Regions from separate parts of the Gossypium hirsutum genome. Here region 1 is linked to region 2. Evidence: chromatin contacts called from public Hi-C data. All regions are on one chromosome and are shown on one strand. Each heading gives the region's core, a stretch centred on a gene start, on an enhancer-like site or on the middle of the called end of the contact. The rest is flanking DNA. Distances are from core to core; before and after follow the strand shown. Region 1 holds the start of LOC107912203 (bax inhibitor 1). Region 2 has its middle 7.9 kb from the start of LOC107912208.

Region 1 (4,760 bases), core at 1,522-4,021, 47 kb after region 2:
CAGTTAAAGTGGTATGCTTTTTGCTTGTTCAAAGCTCTTGCAAATCTTCATAAGCAGGTATGTGATTTTCTGGATGCGATGCATCTATTCTACAAAATTACAAGTTCTTAATAACTCTTTATACACATGCAGGGAATAGTTCATAGGGATGTTAAACCGGGAAACTTTCTTTTCTCTCGTAAGACCAACAAAGGTTATCTTATTGATTTCAATCTTGCCACGGTAAGTAGCTAAGTGCCAACCTTACATGATCCTGTGGTTGGCCGTTTGCATATTCCCCGGCAATATTTTTGTACTCTAATTTGAGGACTATTAGTTTTGTTATTTCTCTTGTTTTGACAGGAAATGCATCAAAAGTACAGGAGTATGGGTTAGTTCCTTTTTTCTGGAGCTTGAAGTTAAGAATCCTAGTACTTTTTACTGTAGGCAATGAAGAGGACCATCTATTTATGATTGATGTGGCATTCTTATGCGTTTCACAGACAAATCCAAGTCGGGATATGATGTAACTTTTCATCATAATATCGTTCCTGCCAAAGCCACTCATCTGACAAATAGCATGAAGTTTTTAAATATCAAATCAAGAGAGGGAATCAATATAGAGGCAACCAAAGGCTCCAGGTTAACTTTAGAGCCTAAGAACATGAGGAAGACAGAAATTCAAAGGAAGGCTCCTCATAATGACTTGAGTAGTTGGAATAAAATAAATAGTCAGGGTGTAGATGGTTCAGGCATTACCTCAACAAAGGATTTAAGTGCAAGGACTCCCTCAGCAGAAAGGCTCAGAGAGCCTTTGCCATGCCAAGGCAGGAAAGAGCTCATCAGTCTGGCACAGGAAGCAATGCAGAGTCCAAAACCTGGAGTGTTACATGTTCCTGCTCCCATGAGAAAGCGATTTGCTGCTTCTCCAGGAAAATGGGATAGACAGATTCTTCATCCTACTCCAATGCCTTTGTGCTCAACTAGCTTAGCTTTATCTGGGGTTGGCTTTGCCAAGAACAAAGGCAAGCATCTTTTGGGTAAATTTTGGAACTTTGATTTGAAAGAATCATTTTCCTTAGTAAAACTCATCAAATTTTATTCACTTGCAGGGGATGGGAAGCATAAGACAAAAGGTCCTTGTGCTGGAACAAAAGGCTTCCGAGCTCCAGAGGTAATGACCGATAAACTTCAATTCATGTTTTGATTTTAAATACTAAAAGAAAATCCCTGGTGCTCTTATGCGTTGAATTCATTAGATAACCAAAACATGTCCAAAAGAAAAATATTAACAGTCTATGCCAGATTTCCTTGATAATTGGTATTCTTATTTTCTTCAGGTCTTATTCAGGTCTCAACATCAAGGTTCAAAAATTGATATCTGGTCTGCTGGGGTCACTCTACTCTACCTAATGATAGGGAAATCACCCTTTATTAGTGATCCCGAACAGTAAGATTTCTTTAACCGAAACCGCTCGATCCAGTTTCTTGTTTGATGGCTTATGTTCCCAACATCTTTTGGCACTTTCAGGAGTATAAATGATATTGCAAAGCTGAGAGGCAGTGAAGATCTTTGGGAAGTTGCCAAGTTACATAATCGTGAATCCTCATTTCCTGAGGTATAATAAATGCTAGTATAATAATGCATGATCTGCAACTATAACTTATTTAAAAGTAAATTGCTAATACTTTTGTTACAGGAGCTCTATGGTAAGCAGTCTTTAACAACTATGAACCTACGGCAGTGGTGCCGAATTAAAACGAAGAGACGAGACTTCCTTACAGAGATACCGAGCTCGCTTTACGATCTTGTGGACAAGTGCTTAACAGTGAACCCAAGATTAAGGATTACAGCAGAGGATGCTCTTAAGCATGAATTTTTGGCTTCAATACATGAAAATCTGGGAAAGCAAAGGACACGAACTCTATAACTCCATTTTTGAAGGTTTGAATCTAAATGCATGGAATTTCCTCTTACATGTTCAAGTTGTATAAAAAAATGCTCCTAATCTAATAGCTAAATGTAAGGTTCACCCTTTTGGGGACGCAAGGGTCTATGGTTTATCAGGGACTAAGAGGAAAACATCTTATATGCTTTAAAACCTATTCTTTTGAGTTAAAATTAAACTTGAGAATTTAAATTCTCAAGAAATTTACTTTCAAGTTAAACCCTATAAGTTTCTGGAATGATATTTTGAGTTCTAGAAGGATGTTAGCAATAAATCCTTTATATTCCCTGAAAGAATAAAAAATTATGATGTTGGCAATGGAAGTAGTGTGTTGACATGGCGATATTCTATTGGTCTACGTGACGCATCAGCAGCAGCCGAACGAAGATCGATGCTTTGGGTTTTCAACCCATGACACCTCGAATTTTCCAGAGCACTTGCGCTTTTTCTTTTCCTCGGTTTCTCAAATATTGGATTAAAGTGCAAAATTCCAATATTTGCCGTATTTAATCATTCTTTTTAATGTTGAGAAATTATCTGGTACCTGGTCTTAAAATATTTAGGTTAATATAAATTTAAAGTATTGAATTCAATAATCGATTGGGAGTTAGACTTATTTTGATGCTTAAATTTAGATTCCATTAAAATTTAATAACTTCAATATATTAAAATTATCATGATATCACTTAAAAATTTACAACTTTATTTTTTAAAGTCAAGACTAAAATGAGTTTATTTGTTAAATTTATGTATAAAAATAAAAAAATACAAGCATTCAGAAAGAACTTAATTATTAAATTCAGGATAAAAAATTACAATAGCTCAATATTTTAAAATTGCTTTGAGCAACTTAATCCCTGTAAAAATAAAAAGTCGTTAAAGTTCTACGAAAACGAAGGGCTTTTTAGTAACTTAATTACCTATAAATTTCCAAGAAAATTATCTGATCCAGGCATCCAGCTCTATCGATAAATACCATTCCACCTCGTAACTAAAATAACCAAATGAATTTTCTTGCTATTTCTCAGCAAACAAATGGATGCCTTCACTTCCTTCTTCGATTCCCAATCGAGAAACATCTGGAGTTACGATACTCTTAAGAATTTCCGTCAGATCTCTCCCATCGTTCAAGCTCATCTCAAGCAGGTAAATCTAATTTGCTACTTAGGATTTTGAACGTTGGATTGAATCTTTCTTGGCTTCTTCTGAGAGTTAAAAACGTATTGCAGTTTTCATCTTTTATGTGATTATAAATGCTTGTTATGATTTTATCCATCTATTTAATTATTTTTCTGCTTATAAGAAAAAGGATCTCGATTGTCTGAGCATAGCGTTTCTAATTTGCAGGTTTATTTGACCTTATGTTGTGCACTGATTGCCTCTGCTGTTGGAGCTTATCTCCATATTCTTTGGAACATTGGGGGTTACCTGACCACATTTGCATGCTTAGGAACCATTATTTGGCTCCTTTCCACCCCTCCTTGTGAAGAGGTAATAATCTTTCTTCATTTGTATAAGATGATGATATTTCTTTTTGCATGTACTCATCTTTTGCTTTGGTTTTATTAATTTTGCAGCAAAAGAGGGTTTCTCTTCTAATGGCATCGGCAGTGTTTGAAGGAGCTTCAATCGGTCCTCTAATTGACTTGGCTATTCAAATCGACCCGAGGTATCTTTCCTATAAAAACTAAATTGGTAATTTTGTGATATTAATGATACACCCATGCTGTGAAAATACTTGGATTTTGTTTCAAGAAATATATTAATTTGTGTTACATTTGGAAGATAATACTATGCTTAATTTCTATTTTACTATTACTATTATCTGGACCTGTGAATCTCATTTGGGTGCGTGACTTTGTATGTCTTTTCCTTTGCAAATGATTAATAATAATACTAAAAAAAGTGGCTTGTACTAATGGCGTATTTATCCACAATGGCAGTGTATTGGTAGCTTCATTTGTGGGAACAGCATTGGCCTTTGCATGTTTTTCAGGAGCTGCTATGTTAGCAAGGCGACGAGAGTACCTTTACCTTGGTGGCTTGCTCTCATCTGGTGTGTCCGTGCTTCTCTGGTTGCATTTTGCTTCCTCCATCTTTGGTGGTTCCACAGCCCTCTTTATGACTGAGGCAAGCGAATATTAGCCACAAACTTTCTGTCTCGTTGTACTTGAAAAGCTGCTATTGACCTTCCCTCTTTGCCTTTGATTGTCCTCACAGATCTACTTAGGGCTTTTGGTGTTTGTGGGATATATGATAGTCGACACGCAGGACATAATCGAGAAAGCACACTTGGGTGACCTGGACTACGTGAAGCATGCCCTGACTCTTTTCACTGATTTTGTTGCTGTATTTGTCCGCATTCTGATAATTATGGTGAGTCAAGCTGGAATACCTGATAAAGCTATCTTTAATGGCTGACTTTATATTAATGTTTCATTTTGGTATACACGAACCAATACTGAACATTCTTGTGTTTTCAGTTGAAAAATTCAGCTGAGAAGAGCGAGAAAAAGAAGAAAAGGAGAGACTAAATCACAAAGCAATAGCTGAGGAGCTTTACCCATCTAACCTTGCCTTGGAGACATGAAAGTTTGTTGCTTTTTGTGCTAAAGCATCATGTTAATATAATAAGTTAATAACCATGTTATTTTATTTCAACTTTTGCCATATATTAACGTCTTTCGCCTTTTGCATATATGATGGGTTTTGCCCACCACACACCATCTACCAACATTCAGTTCCATTCTATGAGCCACTGTTGCACCAATTTCTTCAATAGAACTCGTTGCTGGGAACCCATGGTGGCTCAAAAGGGTTTGTTTTTCTATT
Region 2 (4,341 bases), core at 851-3,350:
GAAGTTGATCAGGCCAAGGGTGCGTTTAGCTGCTTCCCAATGGCAGGTATAATGTCTTGGGTTTCACTTTCTCCAATCCAGAGTTCAGGAATAATGAATCGGTATTTCTATAACCATGATTTTGAAACAATGGGTTTGAGTAATCTCTCTCTTTCTTTCAATTGCAGGCTGTTGAAGAGTTCTACTATCTTAAAATGAGGAAGGCTGGCTTCCACAGCTACATGATGGATTTAATTTTAAGAACTTCAGACTTGTCACCTGCACGAGACCTTGTGACTTTTGATGATGGTTCGGTAGTGGTGGTAACAGAAGCTGATCTTGACGGATACGACCAGAGTCTTGAATCAGGTGCCGTGGGAAGTACAATATGGGCAGATCTTAGCATGGTTTATCGAGTTAGAGTTGTCGGTCAGGCAGCACTAGCAAGAATCTCGTGCTTGTGGATAACCTGCCAAGCACATCAAAAGATATCAGCAAAGAAACTCGCTACAGAAAGCAGCTGCCTTGGAAGTACCATCAGTGTGGACATCCATGTCTACTGAAAACCTGCTGTTACAACACAGGAGATGTTGTAGGTAACATCGTCCCTTTTTACCTTCTCGTGTACGTACATAAATAAATATCGCGAATAATATTTTCTTTAGGCTGAAGCGAAGTATATATGCTTGTTCTTCCCTTGTAAATTGAGTTGCCGTTGCTTATGAATGGAACAAAAGATAGAGCATAACTGCTTAAGGATCAAATTGTATATCATTCTCATATTATATGCAAATATTTTACATGTCTTAACGAAGTGCTGCCTTCTCTGGATTATTTATGATAAACCATGCCTTAACTGCATGCTAGGTAATTACAAAGAGCGGTCATCTTGGCATATTATGTTGGTGAATCATTTTCCTTTTTTATTTTAGGATCAAGGTAATCATGAATTTCACATCGATTGTGTATCTTTAACATTTGGTTGGTGTATTTTGGGGACAAAATCATGAGATCAAATGGGCTGAAGCGGATAATATATATTTAACTTATGGCTATGTATTTATTGCGACTGTAGTTATAATAAATAATGGTAGCAGTCGAAATTATACGTTACTTGATACTAAGCATAAATTTGTTACATCGAATAAATTAAGTTTATTTAATGTGAAAAAAATCCAGCCGCTGCTTCTCGTGTTGATCATCTGTGATCTATCCACATACAATTTTTAACCATTTTCTCTCCTTATCTTAATCTATTTTTCTTAACTTCTAAGATTTGAATTTTTGCACGTACAATTCCTTTTTGGATAATGGTATCTTTATAAAAGAAATCATCACCATTTCCACGTCTTACTTTCATCAACATCTCATAATTAGTGGAAACCAAAGCTATTAAAACGGAAACGGATGACGACCCTTTTGACTTCAATTTTGTCACTTTTAATATTGTCAAATTGATTTTTTGTTAAATGAATAAATTGATGGGTGTGTTACGTGATGGTTTATGTGTTTCATAAAAATTATAAAATTTAATAAATTATTAAAAGTGTATAGCTTTTTTAAAATATATTTATTCACATCTTTTTAAAATTGATTACATAATTTTATCATTATGCTTCAAAGAAGTCGATTATTTTTTGAGTAAATGAAGAGCAGCATTAAGTCTAAGATAAAGGGATTGGCTAATGAAGAGGATGATTAACTATTGAAATAAAACTTCCGTTAAAAAATAATTTCTTAATGTTTTACTAGACGTTCATTAATTAAATCAAAATATTAAACCCACAACCTGCCAATGAAGGCCACATATTCTTGGCCCAGAACAATTAGACATTCACTAAGATATTCTTCAAAGTAAGAGGAAAGGCTTCGCATCCATTGCAATATCTTGCACAATTTAGGGGCATTTGTCAACTTCCCGCTCAAATCAATTCCAAAAGCTTTTCTTAACAAAATAGTAAGAATCATGGAGCATTTGAGGATATTGGTTCCGATCAAGATAACGATAATAATAATATTATTAGTAATGTTGTTGGTATGATGGTATGAGTAACTCGGAGCAACTCACCGGGTCACAACCCTCTCAGTCACCGACTCTTAAAGGGCCCAGCATGTTTTTTTCTCTTCTAGTCTTCATTCGGCAAGCCCACCCCTGTCCCGGACATCGCTTCCCTATGGCCAATGCACACTCTTTTGGCAAACCCCGCAATCATTCCTTCACTTTGTTCCATCCCAAGCTCTCCCATCACTCTCTCAGCCAACAACTGCCTCGACGCTATGTCATCAATTGGCATTTCTCTTTTTCCCGCTTATTTAACTCCATATTTTACTATCACTGATAGTTTCACTTCGCTACTGATTCGAGTCGATTAGTTTCCCGAAAGTACGCCTTCACAAGAGAAAATGAGATGGTAAATTTCCAAAGGAAATCATTTTTTTTCACTCTTTTTGGTGTAATTTCGTGTTTATGTTTTTTATTTAGCTTTTAGGTTATTTTTCACTTGTGAATTTTGTTGAGGATGGGGAGGAAAGAGAGTTGATTCCTTCGAAGAAGAGAATTCAAAATGATTGTATAGAGGTATTTTATTGAGCATGTTTGACGCAATAGATTTGTATATCAACTCCATAGAATTGTGATTTTGTTGTATTTTTTAAATGGATTTGATTATATTTTAAGTTTATGATGATAATTCTTTGACTTGGGAATCGGAAATGTTATCAAATAAATCCGTTTTTACTGATTGTTCAGTGTTTTAAAACTTAGACAGGACTGCTAAATTTGGAAAAATCGAATTAAAAAAAAGTAGTTGAATTGAATTATATAATTTAAAAAATATATATGAATTTTTTAATAGTTTATTTGATTTGAACCAATCAGATCAATTAGATTAAGGATCAATAGTCTAATCGATTCAACCAGTGATTTAATTTAAAAAGCATTACATTTAAGACTGAGTCTCCAAAAACTAATTGATGAAAGGTTGATTACCATTTAGCTCATGATATCATTAGATTGAGTAGTCCTTCTATCTTGATTAAAAACATCGAGCTGAACTCTTTCTTACCGGAAGAATAAAAACCACGTTTGATGTGAACATGTCATCTTTTATACAAGTTGTTTTAAGAAACTATTGTTATTAAAACAACCATGACACATGGCACATAGTACAAATAATAAATAAATTATTATAAATTAATACATAAATGCCATAGACAATTTGGTAGTAATTGCAACATTGGAATCATTCATAAATAAATTAGAGATGCTTTAACTCGACCAAACTATTGAAATTTACATCCTAACCCTGCCATCATCAAATCAACTTGACGGTAAACATCGATCAACCAAGAAAAACTATCAAAAGCCTCAAAAGACTAACTGCATCATCAGTACTGCACAAAAAGAAAGGGTTAAGGTCTAATAGTTAACAACATCTGACGTGTTAAATTACGAGACATCCACGAGTTTGATGAAAAATTTTAAGTAAAATATATAATAAAAAAATTTTAAATGAAAACTTTGAGAAAAATCGAAAAGGCAATGTCTTAGGTAGTTTTAATGAAATTGAAGGTTTAATCTATTTGGAATCGCTTTTGAATTACAAGTTTTACATCTTAATTTAATATTTTAAATAAATTAATTAATAGAATTTTGGTGGTAATCTTCATTTCCACGTCATGCTTTTATCAGCATCCTCTTTAAATATATAAAAAAATAGTTAAATGGTTAAGTTTAGAGAAAAGGGCTTGGATAATAAAAGAAATTAATTAATTAATTAATTAAATTAAAGAGCTAGACACGCAATGCATGCTTCAATTATTTAAAAAAAAAAACAAATTAGTGCGTGTGATAAACACATGGTTGCATGTGAATTATAGATTACGTTTGGTTTATGGCAATCCAAATCTTTAAAAAATCTCCATTTAGTCCAATTATTTCATCTTTTTTACACTTACTTTTTTTTTATTTGTAGACAAATTCATCCATTCTATTTTTTTTTAGAAGGAAGAGAGCTTAATACTTATTTTAAAATATACTAATCCTCTAAAATCAAATTATTATTATTTATTTTATAGGTAAAATAAAATAATCAAATAATAGAAAAAAAAGGTAAAAGAATATTGAAAAGAGTGGAATAATTGAACATAGAAAAAGAACAAAATATATATATATAAAAAAGAGAGAGAGAGGATAAATTGATTTAATTTTTTGAAAAGTAATAAATGTTGTTGCAATGGTGTTTTTGTGTTTTCTTCTATAACATCTTTAATTTAAATAAACAACTAAAAAACATTACTTAAAATAATCAAGAGTTCAAGGATCGAACTCATGATTAATGAAAATTTGTACACGTGACTTTT

The links. A called contact is a pair of places that touch in the nucleus more often than the background predicts.
Region 1: a Hi-C map of leaf shows a contact between it and region 2, with 2.9 times the contacts expected there. The contact joins the promoter of LOC107912203 here to the enhancer-like site in region 2. A contact is called at or near these places in 12 of 34 Hi-C or Micro-C datasets (anther, callus, hypocotyl and 2 more).

What each region holds. Positions count from the first base shown.
Region 1 is chrD11:2,277,163-2,281,922 of Gossypium_hirsutum_v2.1, forward strand. LOC107912203 (bax inhibitor 1) reads left to right here and starts at 2,772. Exons shown (of 6, transcript XM_016840282.2): 1 at 2,772-3,074; 2 at 3,276-3,419; 3 at 3,506-3,597; 4 at 3,872-4,058; 5 at 4,149-4,304; 6 at 4,412-4,626. The coding sequence starts at 2,964. The coding sequence ends at 4,462. It overlaps LOC107912204 (cell division cycle 7-related protein kinase), which reads left to right. Exons shown (of 14, transcript XM_041105463.1): 7 at 1-57; 8 at 133-222; 9 at 343-370; 10 at 483-1,019; 11 at 1,092-1,153; 12 at 1,320-1,429; 13 at 1,511-1,598; 14 at 1,680-2,186. The coding sequence ends at 1,910. It overlaps LOC107912202, which reads right to left. Exons shown (of 4, transcript XM_041105466.1): 4 at 4,734-4,760.
Region 2 is chrD11:2,230,846-2,235,186 of Gossypium_hirsutum_v2.1, forward strand. It overlaps a transcript of LOC107912208 not described here. Among protein-coding and RNA genes, the nearest start is that of LOC107912208, 7.9 kb to the left of the region's middle. Within about 2 kb of position 2,101, at least 4 of the 9 cell types and tissues checked have an H3K27ac peak or open chromatin away from gene starts, as enhancers often do. A contact at or near this core is called in leaf, where this site is marked.